Regions from separate parts of the Macaca mulatta genome. Here region 2 is linked to region 1. A link is a contact called in public Hi-C data. All regions are on one chromosome and are shown on one strand. Each heading gives the region's core, a stretch centred on a gene start, on an enhancer-like site or on the middle of the called end of the contact. The rest is flanking DNA. Distances are from core to core; before and after follow the strand shown.

The links. Hi-C and Micro-C count contacts between places; a contact is called where the count stands out from the background.
Region 2: a Hi-C map of fetal cortical plate shows a contact between it and region 1, with 3 times the contacts expected there. The contact joins two enhancer-like sites. A contact is called at or near these places in 2 of 14 Hi-C or Micro-C datasets (fetal cortex germinal zone and fetal cortical plate).

What each region holds. Positions count from the first base shown.
Region 1 is chr2:89,331,678-89,338,836 of T2T-MMU8v2.0, forward strand. No RefSeq gene overlaps it. Among named protein-coding and RNA genes, the nearest start is that of TBL1XR1, 160 kb to the left of the region's middle. Within about 2 kb of position 2,889, at least 37 of the 40 cell types and tissues checked have an H3K27ac peak or open chromatin away from gene starts, as enhancers often do. A contact at or near this core is called in fetal cortical plate, where this site is marked.
Region 2 is chr2:90,292,516-90,299,674 of T2T-MMU8v2.0, forward strand. No RefSeq gene overlaps it. Among named protein-coding and RNA genes, the nearest start is that of KCNMB2, 240 kb to the right of the region's middle. Within about 2 kb of position 4,701, at least 7 of the 40 cell types and tissues checked have an H3K27ac peak or open chromatin away from gene starts, as enhancers often do. A contact at or near this core is called in fetal cortical plate, where this site is marked.

The sequences.
Region 1 (7,159 bases), core at 1,639-4,138:
CAGTGATTCTTTTCTGCCTTTCTCCTTCATTATTTGATAAATTGCTAGAGGGTTTGGACCTCCTTTTAAATTCACCTTTATCTCTCTGGGCACAACAGGGTGCCTTAGGAACAGGGTAGACTGCACAGTTCCTGACTGAAAATAACACTGGAAAGGAAACACCCCAAGGTGCTATCAGCAGCCGGATGCCAGAAGGAGATGGAAGGGCCTGGACTGCTCCCTAAAGAGCCCGACCCAGAAGCGGTGTGGAACAGGTTCCACTCAATGCCTTATAGGCTGAAAATTGCTCTGTCTTCTCAGAGCTAGAAAGGGTGTTCAGATAAGGCAGGGTGGGACCCTGACTCATGGACACACAATTAGCCGGCTTTTGTCTTTGAATCTGACTGGAAGTGACTCATGAGCTGGAAAAAACCCTTTGGAAACAAATGAGGGGGAAAAAAAGGAGGGTAAGCCACGACTGCATTTTACTCTCAGTTAAAATGCCGATCTGCTGTCCCATAAATGTAGAATACTGTACATTTCCTCAGCCTCCCTCCAACAAAGACCCAGGGGAAATTATTAAGCCTGACAATTCACTCATTTTCTCCAAGATTTTTATTAAATGCAATTTAGAGGGGATAAAGTTTCTTCTCTTTTCTCTTTCTATTCACTTGAATAAGCCTTAATTACCACTAGGGTACAATAAATGGGCTTCTAGAAGTCTGTGGCAATTGGCGATGCTTCCCCTTTAAATTAACCAGTTGAAGTCTCCAGTTTCAACAGCCACCAGAGCACTTCCTGTCCACTCACAAGTTGCTGAGTGCAATCTGAAGAGCATTTATTGAGCACCTCGTTATGGGGCACTGACGTATACTGCGGGGGATAGAAGTATACGTGGGGTTTATAATGGGAGCTGGGGAGCTCTTTACTGTGTATGTTAAACTAGTAAATGCCATGGTGGAATTTTTGGATTACAAGCAACAAAAACAAACTAATTTGAACAATAAGAATTTGTGGCAAAAAATAATGGGTTGCCACAAGGAATCAGGGGCAGGCAGGGCCTTACCAGGGACACAGGAACCGATGCTGCCCATAACATCAGACTCCTGTTGGCCTCAGCTCTCTCTCCCAGCCTGTCTGGCTGTGGCTCAGGCTCTATCTTTGTCTTTTGCTCGATCTTTATCTCTGTTTCTGTCTGTGTCCCTATCATGAGTTCTGCCTTCAGATTGACCTTGCCTCTCCTCTCCTGACCATGGGAAACATGGTCATGTACATTATAATATCTTGCAGTTTTAGCCCTGGGGAGAAACTGACTTTTTCACTTCCAGTTTCAAAATTTTCCAAGAAGGCTTTTGATTGGATTCAAATATGTCAGCTCTTCCCGCTGGGACCAATCCCCTGTGGCAAGGTGGGGGAGGGAAATTTGAGAAAGGCCGTGAATGGTCCAGCTTAAGTCAGAGGTACAGTTTTCACGCCTCCACCCCCGTCCCCACCCCCATCCCCACCCCCGCCCCCACCCCCGCCCCGTCAACAAAACGGCTCTGCCCTGTAAGCCTGTGGGTGTGGGTGAAGGTGGAAGTGGGTCGGAAGAGGCTGCGGGCTCCAGAGAGCCAGGAGGGTAGGGGGAAGGGCAGAGTTAAGGAAACAATGGGTCTAGCACTTCTACTGACCTTGTTTTCAGAAACAACCACAGGGCCTCTGGCCCGAGTGGAACTTGACTTATGAAGGCGAGAGACCTGACTATTGAAAAAGGACGTCTCTTATGAAATCTGAATTTCACTTAATCCTCAGAACAACTATTGAGGGGATTGTTACTACTCCCATTTTAAGACGCGGGCTGTAGACAGGGTAACCACCGGGTCCACACTCACACAGCGAATATGTGGTGGGGTAGGGCTCAAGTCCAGGCGGTTCCAAAGCCCCCCGTGCTGTTTGCGCCATGCGGTGCCGCCACCAAGCCCACTCTGCGGGGAGAAAAACCACAGGCCTCGGAGGAGGAGCAGCTCCTCGCAGTGGGGTGGGGCAGAGGCCAGCGCGAGGCCTTGTTCGGTGGAGGATTCCACAGGCCTGGAACGGAAAGGACTGGAGCTCTGCAGGCAGGCAGAGCCCGGGGCGCCCAGTCCCCCCAAGCTGCGACAGCCAAGCCGATGGGCACGCACGGCGGGGCCTGAAGGAAAGGTCCAGACCCGGTGGGAAAAGCCACGCCCCGGTTGGAGCGCTTCCTTTCAGATCTCGGCCTTTAACTGCAATTCCATTTTAAGGGCAACCCTGCCCGGTTCACACCTAGCCTTGAAGATGACAGATTGCACTGTGAGCAATTTGCGGGGTGAGAAGGGGAGCCTACGACTCTGCACCTGCACCACCAGAGCCATAAATGCAGCAAATCATGGCCCATAAAATGTCACCACTGCTGAGGTGCAATTTTCCAGGGGGTCTTCTGCAGAGGGAGCTCCACCACGGAGAGCGACCCTTGGCTCTGCAGCCTAAGAGGAAGGCCCCTGCAGGGTGGGGGAGGGAACAGGGAGGTCTTTCTCCCCTTCCCCTTCGTGCCACTGCTCCCCGCTTTGTGACCCCACTCTGCCACGTGGTATAAGCTTCCGGGGGGCGGCATTAGTTATTTCTGCCTGAGGAGTTTTTGACCAAACGTAAACATCGGAGGAGCGGGAACCTAAGCCCCGCCTGGGCTGGGCGGCAACGACCCTGACGCCGCGGCGGCAGAGCCGGAGCTCGAAGCAGCAGCGGCAGCTGCGAGCCGCCCCTCCCCCGCCAGGCTGGCGAGCCCATTTTCGCTTGGCCGGTCTCCGCGCTGCCGGATGGATTGCGCCCCACCCCCGCTCCTCTGCTCAGTCATTCAGACTTGGAAAGTCAATAACACGCTGACATCATCAGGGGTTTGTGTATTATTACACGGCTACTTTCCAGAGTACCTGGCATTATCTAAGAGAGGAGCACTCCGGCTGCCCAAGAAAGGGCCTGAACTGGGAGCTTGGCGGCCTCGGGGAGGGGCGGCTGCTCAGAGCCAGGCCTTTTCCTAGTGGGGAGGGCATCCACAGGGCACAAATTAGAAACAGATTATGAGCTTTGCTGCACTAAATGCAGATGCACTTTAGATATCGATACATGCTTCATTTTGGCTTCGGCTGCACTTATAAATCATCCTTAAGTGACCTCTATTTCTACCAAAGACATCCACTTGGTATTTAAGAAGCATTCTTAGTGATCCTCACAAAGGAAAAAAAAGGAGACATCTTCTGTGACAGGAAGCCAAAGGCTGGTTTTCTTTCTTTCTTTTTTGAGACTCTGTGTGTGTGTGTGTGTGTGTGTGTGTGTGTGTGTGTGTGTCTGTGTGTGTCTGTGTGTGTATGTGTGCGTGCGCGCCCGCGCGCACGATTCTCTGTTATGTAATCGCCATCACGGGTGATTAGGTCTTCTAGGTCTTTCCCTCCAGGGCTGAACTGGATGGTTTGGTTGCTGTGTTTTTCTTAAGCCTCACACAGGGCAAACAAACACACATGAAAAACATGTCCCAGATTTATGGCGCAAAACTGCTCTCCAAGCAAATTGCCTTAGAAGACTGTCTCAGTTTTGGAGGAAGGAAATAGATGAATTTGTTGCTAATTAAGACTCCTTATCTTACTACTCTGGCATTTCCTTTTTTCTAGAACGAGTTTTTAAAAATAATTTAATGTATTTTAGATGTTCCCTCCCCTCCCCCTTGCTGTAATGGTACTTGAAATAGCTTAAATAACTAATTGTATAGACAACTGTACTTTTGTTCTACACACACACAAACACCCCCCACCCACACACACCCCCCAGCTTAAAAAACGTGAAAGGCTCATACAACATGGTACCTTTTCTGTTTAGCTATGCAGGCTATTTCCTTCTTTACACACACAGGGCTGATGTCATTTAAATTCTCTTAGCATCTTAAATTGCAAAAAATGGCAGCCAGCTGAAAACTGGCTACCTGGAGAATTACAAGGCGAGAGAGCTGTTCTTTGGCCTCATCTTAATCTCTGTGTACCTCAAGCAGGGAGTCATCTCTGACTGATACAAGTCTTTAGAGCTCCCCAGAAGGAAGCAAAGCAGACATGTTTTTCAACAATGTACCAATTTCCCTATGTGTACTTGATCATTTCGGGAGAACTTGTAGTAGATTATGACTGCTTCCCTCCAGATGGTCTGAAGGAAAAACTCTCCCACCAGACTTGCACTTCTAAAATCACTTCCCCAGGCCTGGCCCTCCCACCCCACCCCCATTTCCCCTTTCGGAGGTGCAGGCAGCTGGGGAGGCCTGGAGCACCAGACCTCCAAGATGGTCCAGCATGTGTTGAGTCTGGAGGCTGAAGCTGCTGAAGTGGGGAAGGGTGGGGGCACTCGCTTCCAACTGAGAACTATTTACCTAGGGGGTTTCCTTCAGCTCAGAGAGGAGCATGCAAACCTGCCAGTCTGTCTCTTTGGTTCTCAAGATGAAGCAGCTCGTCAGTCTCTAAGCACTTCCGGTTTTTAGCCCAGCAGATCCTCTGGTCTTTGCCTCAGCCTCTCCCAGACACAACTGGCTAATATAGGGATCCTTGCTAGGGAAGGACATGGGCCACTTTGCTTTGGGTTCTGAGCTTCCGCAGCGGGCAACGGACTTCCTACCCTAGAGTTTCTGCCTAAGCAGGGGAGGACAAAGGCTGGAGGATCAGCTTGGATAGAAGCTGATAGGTAGGAGGCTGGCTACCAGTTGCCAAAGTTCAGCACCCCTAACTAGAGGCTGACAAGGTTCTTTGCCTAGCAGGGAACCTTATATTTGGCAGAGGAGGAGAGAATTCAGTGAAGAGGAGCCATGTTGGGGGGACCGAGGAGCAGGAGCAGGAGTCTCTGCCCTGGAGAAGCTCAGTGTGTTGGAACAGGTAGACACAGAAACGACCGCCTGCGAGCATGCCCTCTGCCCTTCAGTGAGGGCCTCTAAGGGGCGGGTCTTCCTGTGCTGGGGGAGGGAGAAGGAACTCCAGGCTGTTCCTCCCACAGCTGGCCCTGGAGGAACCTTGGTAATCTGATGGGTTAGGAGTGGTCCTCCCGGAGTGACACTATTTCCCCCATTCCTCTGGGCCTTTACTGCCAAATATTTGTCAGCTGGAAAGAACTGGTTGCATTTTGATTCATAGGCTTGTCTCTTTCAGGCGGTCCATGTGACGATTCTAGACTCGGACATTCAGTTATCAAATACAGCATCCTCCAGTGTACCCCTTGCTTTGATAAAGACCATGGCAATGCTTCTTAAACTATCGCAGGCAAGATTTTTAATCTACTGCCCACTGATATTTTTGTTTCTAAAAAATTAGGGAAATAAATTAAAACAGATGTATAAGATACAAGCCAATTTTTTATTATTAGATTCAGAAAATTACATGACAAAATTACCCTGTCAAACTGTTATGGCTATTTCTAAATGTTATTCTCAGTTGCTATGCACATCTCATTGTGGAATGCAACAAACAGTTGTTGAACCTGGGACTACACTTTGAGTTGCAATGGTGCAGACATTGAACCTGGATTTAGCTCCCATTTGTATTTAGGTTAGCCTGAACAGTTTTTTTTTTTCCTTCTAGAAAAATTGGATTAAAAATCCAGAGGATTCACAGGAAAATCCAGCTTTTCCTGAAAAGTAAAAAGCTGCAGGCATGAGCCTTGTCAACAATTAGGTGGGGCTGAATAGCAGCTGCCTCTTTGAAACCCAGCACACAGCCTTCTGTTGCCTACAATTCCAGCCTCTCCCTCTTTTCTTACCCATAGGCAGGTTCCCTCATTTAAGCTACCCGCTTGGCTGCAAAAAACATTTGAATCGGTGTATACCTTAGCAGGATATCCACTTGAAATGAGCTGCTTGGGTATTTTTCTAGCCTTCCCACAGGGAAAGACCACTCTGTAAAGGTCAACGGAACCCATCCAGCGTGGTTCCGGGACTGGAGGCTGCAGTGTAGCCCAGAGCTGCTATGAACCACTGGGTGTCCTAGATATTCTCTAGATAAGTGGATCATATACTTCACATCTATACGGGTTAAAATCTTTAGATGCTATTTTGATGAATACAACAATTCATTTAATAATTTATAAGTGTTACTGAATACCTGCTAGTTTTTTTGTTACTTGATTTTTCTTGGTTAATAGGTATAGAAAGTAAAACTATGACTGCTTTTATTTTTAAAATGTTCAAGAAGGGATACTTCCTTATGAAAAGGTTAGGGGACTGCTATTCCATAATAGTTGTCAGCATCACACTGTTTTGTGCATGTACCCCCTAAAAGAATCTTGAGGCCGGGCGCGGTGGCTCAAACCTGTAATCCCAGCACTTTGGGAGGCCGAGACGGGTGGATCACGAGGTCAGGAGATCGAGACCATCCTGGCTAACATGGTGAAACCCCGTCTCTACTAAAAAAAATACAAAAAACTAGCCCGGCGAGGTGGCGGGCACCTGTAGTCCCAGCTACTCGGGAGGCTGAGGCAGGAGAATGGCGTAAACCCGGGAGGCGGAGCTTGCAGTGAGCTGAGATCGGGCCACTGCACTCCAGCCTGGGCGACAGAGCGACACTCCGTCTCAAAGAAAAAAAAAAAAAAAAAAAAAAAAAAGAATCTTGAAAAACAATGTATTCCAGGCTCTTTTTAAAAATGATAGCTACACTTTGGCATCCTAAGTGAAAGTTGTTGCAAAGGAAATAATATCTAGTATATTGCAAAACGTTGACATTTTAGCAAAACATCACTTTAAAAAATGTATCCAATAGGATCCAAATGCCACAGCAGTTGGATACCCATCATTGTTCACTTAAAAAATTCATGAGCAAGCTCTTCTTTAACACTGGCAGGTTTTATATCATTTTTTTCTCCTCGAATTGATGTAGCCATACTGATATCTCATCAACAAAATAAATATCAATTTTAATTTAAAAATATGTGTGATTATATGGCTCTAAGAGTAAATTTTTTTTTTTTCTTTTTTTTTTTTTTGAGACAGTCTTGCTCTGTTGCCCAGGCTGAATGTAGTGGCATGATCTCAGCTCACTGCAACCTTCACCTCCTTGGTTCAAGTAATTCTCCTGCCGCCTCCTGGGTTCAAGTGATTCTCCTGCATCAGCCTCCTGAATAGCTGGGATTACAGGCACGTGCCACCATGCCCAGCTAATTTTTGTAT
Region 2 (7,159 bases), core at 3,451-5,950, 960 kb after region 1:
GTCTCTCCTTCTAGATTGATGGCATGTCCTGGACAGGAGTCTTGTTTTATGCATCAGAAATCTCTGGCATCCAGTAGGGTGTCTGTTGAACTCAGTAGTCTGTTGAATAGACTAATGAGCTCTTCATGAATTGTTTAGAATTTTCTGGCAATGATTTTGCAATTTTTGTTAACCTCATGTCTAACTATAGATGCGAATTCATGTGAGTTCTGGGATTCTATGTCTCTAATCATGTTTATAATGCTCTTTCTGGTCAGAGCAGTAGACTCTTTGTATTGAGTATTCTGATAGAAACATCACAACTTAAAAGATCTGGATTTATAGAATTCTGATGTGCTAACACCGTTAATCTATTTAGAAAACATTTGTTGTGAATCAAATATGTGGTAGAGCTAGAGACAAAATAACATGTTTTTTTGCCCCCAGGAAGCTCTCAGGGGAGAGAAAGAGGCAGGCAAAAGTCAAAAATCCAGTGTGATAAAAGCCATCATGCCTGCAAGCACAGGTGCTATGGTAACAAATTGAAAGGACATATAAGCCAAATTAAATAAACAAATCATGGGAAGATATTGTCCCTTCTTCTGACATGACACATAAAGTTAGCTGCTTTTCTGTGGTTCCAGAAAATCATGGGAAAACCTTCCAAGAGAAGTCATCAAACGGGTTCTCTAGCTGACTTTCTCCCTTTTCCACTAGAAAGGTGACAAGAGATCACTCCTTCAAAAATCTTTGGACAGGATCCTGTTGCTCACTCCTCAGTGGTCCTTCATGAAAAATGTGGTCAATTAGTTCTTTAATGTGTACAGGCAATCTTATAACAATTCAGGAAAACTTGGAAAATAAGCTGTATGCAAAGTGTCTATAAGATGTACCCAGAGGTCTAGGTTTTACAATCATTGTTAACTTCCCTTTTTATTTTCCACTACTGCTTATTCAAGGGCTATTATTTTCAGCTATTGTAGTCTTTAGCAAAACAAAATGTATTCTTTACTTGTTGGTTAGAGATGCTTCTCTTAAAGCCAACAGACCCAAATGTCATTGGCAGCATTTTGGGTTCCGCTTGTGAAACCACCCTCTACTTGGCTTTGCCCTGTCTGGGTAAGTGTCGGCTCTCTGAACAGATTCCTCCAGATGACTTGATTTCAAAGGTTTTCTTCCACTCATCTACCTTTGTCTGTGATGCAGGACTATATTTTCTCCTAATCTAAAAGGTTCTTCTGAATCTCTATTTGTCATTCTCTCTCTCTCTCTCTCTCTCTCTTTTTTTTTTTTTCTAGTAGATCCAAGCTCCTTCATTCATAGCTTATCCTTCAGGGCCTTTTGTTTCCATGAAAAGCTACAATGTGTATTATTTTCAGATTTAGAATGATGCTTCTACATCTTTATTAGTAAGGAATTTTTCTACCCTCACTTGATGACTCTGAATCTTAGGTCCAGGCCCCATAAACTCCTTTTGAATAATCTACTTAAACATGACTATCCTTCTTATCTCTTCTGACATCTATATGTATATAACCATTAGTGCAACTGTTACTTTGTTTTATTAGGTTATATCAAGCCTAGGTGATTGGGAGTTAGGGACATTTGCTCATTAGGTGGATATAAGCATTCTTCTAGATGTAACCCTTAAAGTGGCAAACATGGCCAGGCGCAGTGGCTCATGCCTGTAATCCCAGCACTTTGGGAGGCCAAGGTGGGTGGATCACAAGGTCAGGAGACTGAGACCATCCTGGCTAACATGGTGAAACCCTGTCTCTACTAAAAATACAAAAAAAAAAAAAAAAAAAAAAAGTTAGCCAGGTGTGGTGGTGGGCACCTGTAGTCCCAGCTACTTGGGAGGCTGAGGCAGGAGAATCGCATGAACCCGAGAGGCACAGCTTGCAGTGAGCTGAGATTGTGCCACTGTACTCCAGCCTGGGCAACAGAGTGAGACTCTGTCTCAAAAAAAAAAAAAATGTGGCAGACATAACCTAAATAACCCCCAATATGCATGCTTTTATATAATCCCTCCTATAAGTGCAGGAAAAACTTGTGACTCTCATCTACTTGATGAAATATGACAAAGGTGAAAGGACAGTCACTCCCAGAGTTGTGTTACAATATATACAACTCCATCTTAATAGACTGGAGGGATCCTCTTCCTGGCTTAGAAGAATTAAGCTGAGGTGTTGTGGAAGAGCCTGTGAGAGGGTCATGTGGTGAGAAACTGTGGGCAGCCTTAGAAGTTGAGAGTGGCTTCCAGCTGACCACCAGCTAGGAAAGGGGAACATCAGTACTACACCCACAAGGAACTGAATACTTGTGGTGTAGGTAGGAACCACATGAGCTAGGAAGAGGACCCCAAACTTCTGAAAGGAACAAAGCCCGTCTGACACATTGCCAACAGCCTTGTGAGACCCCAAACAGAGGACCCAGTTAAGCCATGTGTGACTCCTGGCCCATGGGAACTGAGAGATAATATATCTATGTTGTTTTAAGTCTTTAAGTTGGTGGTAATTTGCTATGCAAGATAGAAACTAGTACATTTAATTGGCTTTGCACAACTCAGCCTCACACCCATTTGAGCCTATCTGACAACCTAATACATAATTCCCAAAATGTCCTGTCAAAATCATGCTGATAACTTTGAAACAGCACACTTCCTATGTACCTTGTTAGGTAATACATGCAATAGAAGATGAAGTGAACGTCCTGATATATATATATATATATATATAGCTTACAGTCATAAAGTGAAGATGTATCCAAAAACAGCAACAAAAGAAAATTGATTCTATGGTACATGTTAAAGTCATCCAGAATGCCAGAAAAGGAAAGGATTCGAGGATTTTACAGAGCAGAACACCAACTCCAAAACTCTCCATCCCCAATACCAACAATAAGGAGAAAATGAGATATATAATATGTGCTCTTTAAGAATTTATAAGATTATAAGATCTGTATAATACCTAACCATACTGAGCTATTATGAATACATGGAAATTAGATAATATGTGAAAATCCCTAGCATAGTAACTGGCATAGTATATGTATAATCAAAATAAGCTGAATGAGATGAAGCCCTAATTCATATTTATAATGTTACTACCCTCTGCAAGTACCAGAAGGCTGCCCAAACAACCTCTCCAATATCTGGCCCTTGGAGACTAATGAATCACAAAGAGAATTACATAATGTAATGGTATCTTGGTAGCTGTCTCACGTCTTTCATCCCAAAAAGCTGATCATAGATACTCTCCAAGCCCTCTATGGCTCCCTGCAACTTGCAGTAATACACAAAATTGAATACCCTCATAGTGAATGGCAACTCCTCAGCAAGCTCACATTTTCTCCTTTCTGTTGGAGGAAATGTGGGCTTACTGAGAAGCAGCCATTCAACATGAAGAGGGTTTCTCATGATTCCAGCCAGTATTTGGAAGCACAGGAGGCAAGCATAATGATCCAGAGCAATTCTAGATTATTAAAGGGAATGGACCCTCAAGAGCCACTCTCTTTTTTCTCCACTCATTTGAAAAGCCGAGTAAACTTGTGTTGCAGAGTACTTCCAAAAGAGAAGTCCTTCCTGCAAGAGATATTAATTTGTGATCAATAAAGCTAAAGGGCCTCTTACAGAATGCCTAATTGGGATTCAATAGGTAAATCTATGTGCCACTTTCATTTCCTGTCAGTAAATAGTGTAGTAAAGCCACCACGTGCTACACCCTATGCAAAGAAAATGTTCCATTTCTCATCCTTTTTTCTTTACTTGGTGAATGGTCTCTTTAAAGTCTCAATTTAAATGCCTCCAATGTCTGAGAAATCTTTTCTGACTCCTCAAGGCAATAATTACCTTATTTACTTTCATACAATACCCTGCTTATATCTCATCTTGTATTTCACTTATCACTGAATGTTTATCCTAATATTATAAAGTCCTTTGTGATAGAGACAACATGAGTGATATAGATTTTATATTTATGTCTTAACCTATGACCTGACTCATTATAGAAATTCAACATCTGTTTGGCCAACAAACAAAATAATCTATACAAAATGTATCCAAATACAGGAAGAATTCCCCAAATGTCAGAGATTTAGTCAGCATCACAGAAGTGGTAAACCTCAAAGATAATTAGTTTGCTTTCAAAACTTAGCATTGACCAGCAATCCTCTTACCCCAACCACCAGCTGTCATAGAAAAAAACCTAGTACATTTCATAATAAAATAGTTCTTTTGAGGCATGTTTATTATATAATGGAATCTCTACAAATATGATGGTTTAGAATTGTGTTCTCATAAAATAAATAGGACAAGAAATAAAGAACTGCAGTATTTCAACAACCCAAGTTAATGGCCCAGACTCCTTTTATTACTACACATACAGAGAATCATCACTGTGAGTGCTGTGGAAAGAGAACCTCAGGAGATCTGATGCCAAAACAGGTCAGCTGGCCAATGTTTCAGCTTCGATGTTTTGCAGTACCTTTAACTAGTTCAGAGAGGGTCTAATAATACCAGTTATTTAGCACTCAGTGTGTCCAAAAGCTCTTTACAACACTAAATAATCCATCATCTCCAAACTCCCTGCTAGAGCGGTAAGAATTATCATTCAGCCTTTACAGATGGAATATTTGAAATGTAAAATAGCATATACAAGGCCAGACAGGAACTCAGCACCATGATTAAATAAAAATTCTGAGTTCCCAACATCCAAGCCTTGGCAAAGGAATTTGTCACATTGCCTTTTTATATATAGAGCATGGAAACCCAGGGGGGATGCATAAGAAAGAACTCTGAATTTTAAAGCAATATGGAAATATTTAATTCAGGCTGAAGTTAATAGGTAATCAGCTCAATTCCTCCCCCTCTTGCCTGTGAGTAGCTAGCTGTCAGACTGGCAATTTAGGTGACTTGGAAAAACCTACACAGGCTGAATACTGACAGAGGTGGGAACAAGAAAAATTAAGGGACAACGAGGACTTTCATGCTGTCATCTATGCCTTCAGGGAACTTAAAAAAGAAGCATTAGTGCTAGCAAGGCATGCACCTGCTTTGGGTTATTCTCTACACAGAATAGAGTTTCATGACCCATGGCAGAATTTTATAACCAATTTAAGGAAGTTGTTCATCCAGAGAGGTCTTCTTTGCTCTGGGCTCCTTGATTCACATTTCTTGTAGCATGTGCTTACATCACCCTGGCTGGATTTAATGACCAATCAATGAAAAACTAGGTGTGTCCCACAAATCAGCACTAGGCAAGGATTTGCATCTTGCCTGCTTCACAGAAGTCAAAGTTAAGTTTATAAATTCATTGTATAGGAATCTGAGTCTTGACAGCCAAGACAGAGTATAACCCCAGGAAGTAATTTATCTCCCCACCGACATGCTGCTGTAGCTTTAATAACTGATAACGGAGTTGTGGGATAAGCAGGGCGTTGGTCATAAATGGAAGGTTCTAGTCTGGTGTTCCTCATTTAGGTTTTTTTTGACCTTTGGTGGCTTCTGATGTCATGAAATGAGATGCAGTCACTACCTGCTAAGGGGCAGATTGAAGAGGGGTGAGAGGACGTCTCAGTGACTATCTGCTCAGGTGATTTGCAACATCAGAAGCCAGAAACTGGACTTTCCCAGGAATCTCTCTCTCACCTGCCTGTTTGCTTGATACACCATTACAGTTGCTCCACTACAGTTGCTCGAGAAGAAATGGCTGAAATGGAGCTGTTGCCTCTAGCTGACCAGAAATGGAATGCTCGTGTGACCATCTGACCTTTTCTGACAGATAAGACATGGTAATAAAAATAAGAATATGCTTCTCATGTCTGAGTGTGATATAATTTGCATAGCATTTTCAGACATTTCTGAAGGAGATCCTCCCTATAACCCTGGGAGGGAATTGTAATTCGGATGAGGTTTTTTTTTTCCGTTTTTGTTTTTTTTTTAGATGACAGAACTTAAGCCCATTGTGCTTCTGTGATTTTCCCAGATTAACACAGGTATTAAATGGTTGAGTCATTTCCAAGCATTTTTGCACAATTAGTTATTTGTCCTGTCCTTGTCTCCCTGTCCCCAAACCAAAGCAACTTATGTTTATTCAAATGAGGTAGAGATCTAGATGACCTTCGGGGACCCTTCGAATGACAGGTATCAGTCACCATATTAATAGCAATATATCTCTCAGAACTAGCCCAAGGATTTAGCAGATTTCCAAATTACTTTGGAAGGAGCAATAATTATAGTCTTTTAGTGGGAACTAGAGAATCACACTCCAAGAAGATTACAAATGGTCATAACTTATGTGTTTATTTCAGTCTCTTGTGCCAAGAGCTAGGAGCTTACAATCCAATAGGGAAGACAGATGCTAAATGAAGAAGTGCACAATGCCTTCATTCCTACAGCACTATTTAATGGATGACAATACTCCCCTGGATACCAGCTAATATATGTCAAACTTCTTATCAATAAACAAATCACAGGTTGTTAAAAGAAAATCGTGGCAGAAAATAAAGCCAGTTTTGTAGACCATGATTTTTACTATTTGTGGAGTTGATAGGTAAAAAAAAAAAAAAAAAAAAAAAAGGAGAGTCTGTAAACTACAGAAAAAAAATACAGCTGAAAAAGAAACCCAGTGGTCTTCTTGCTAGTCGCCCCTTAAAGAAGTAGAGATTTTTCCAGACCCTTCTGTCACTCTGGGCAGGTGACTGATTTATAACTCAGGTGTGCATTTGCCTGCTTAAATCCACCACAGTTCTAAACAGCTTGCCATGCTCTATATATAGAGATGACTTCACCCTCTGTTGGAATGCAGCAGCTGTTCAGCAGTGCACACTGATATGCTACAGAGACTTAGGCCATATCTAATTGAACACTTCAATACTGCAGAGATAGGTGCCTTGGAAATATTTAGATAAAATACCTTTGGCCAGATGGAAGCTGGCCAGGATACCAGCATAAAATCTTCATCTCACAGGACTGCTAGTGAGTCTTGGCGGGGGGGCTCCATGGAGGGAGGTGGCATCAAGAGAGATGCCAGTCTGTCCTATCCACTCCTTGCGCTATAAACATGACACAAAGAATAGCAGGAAATAGGAGAAATCAGAATTTTGCTACTTCCTCCTCCTCCCCTTGGCAGACCAAACAGAGCCTACCCTCTGTGAAAACAATCTGAATGTTAATGGTGCC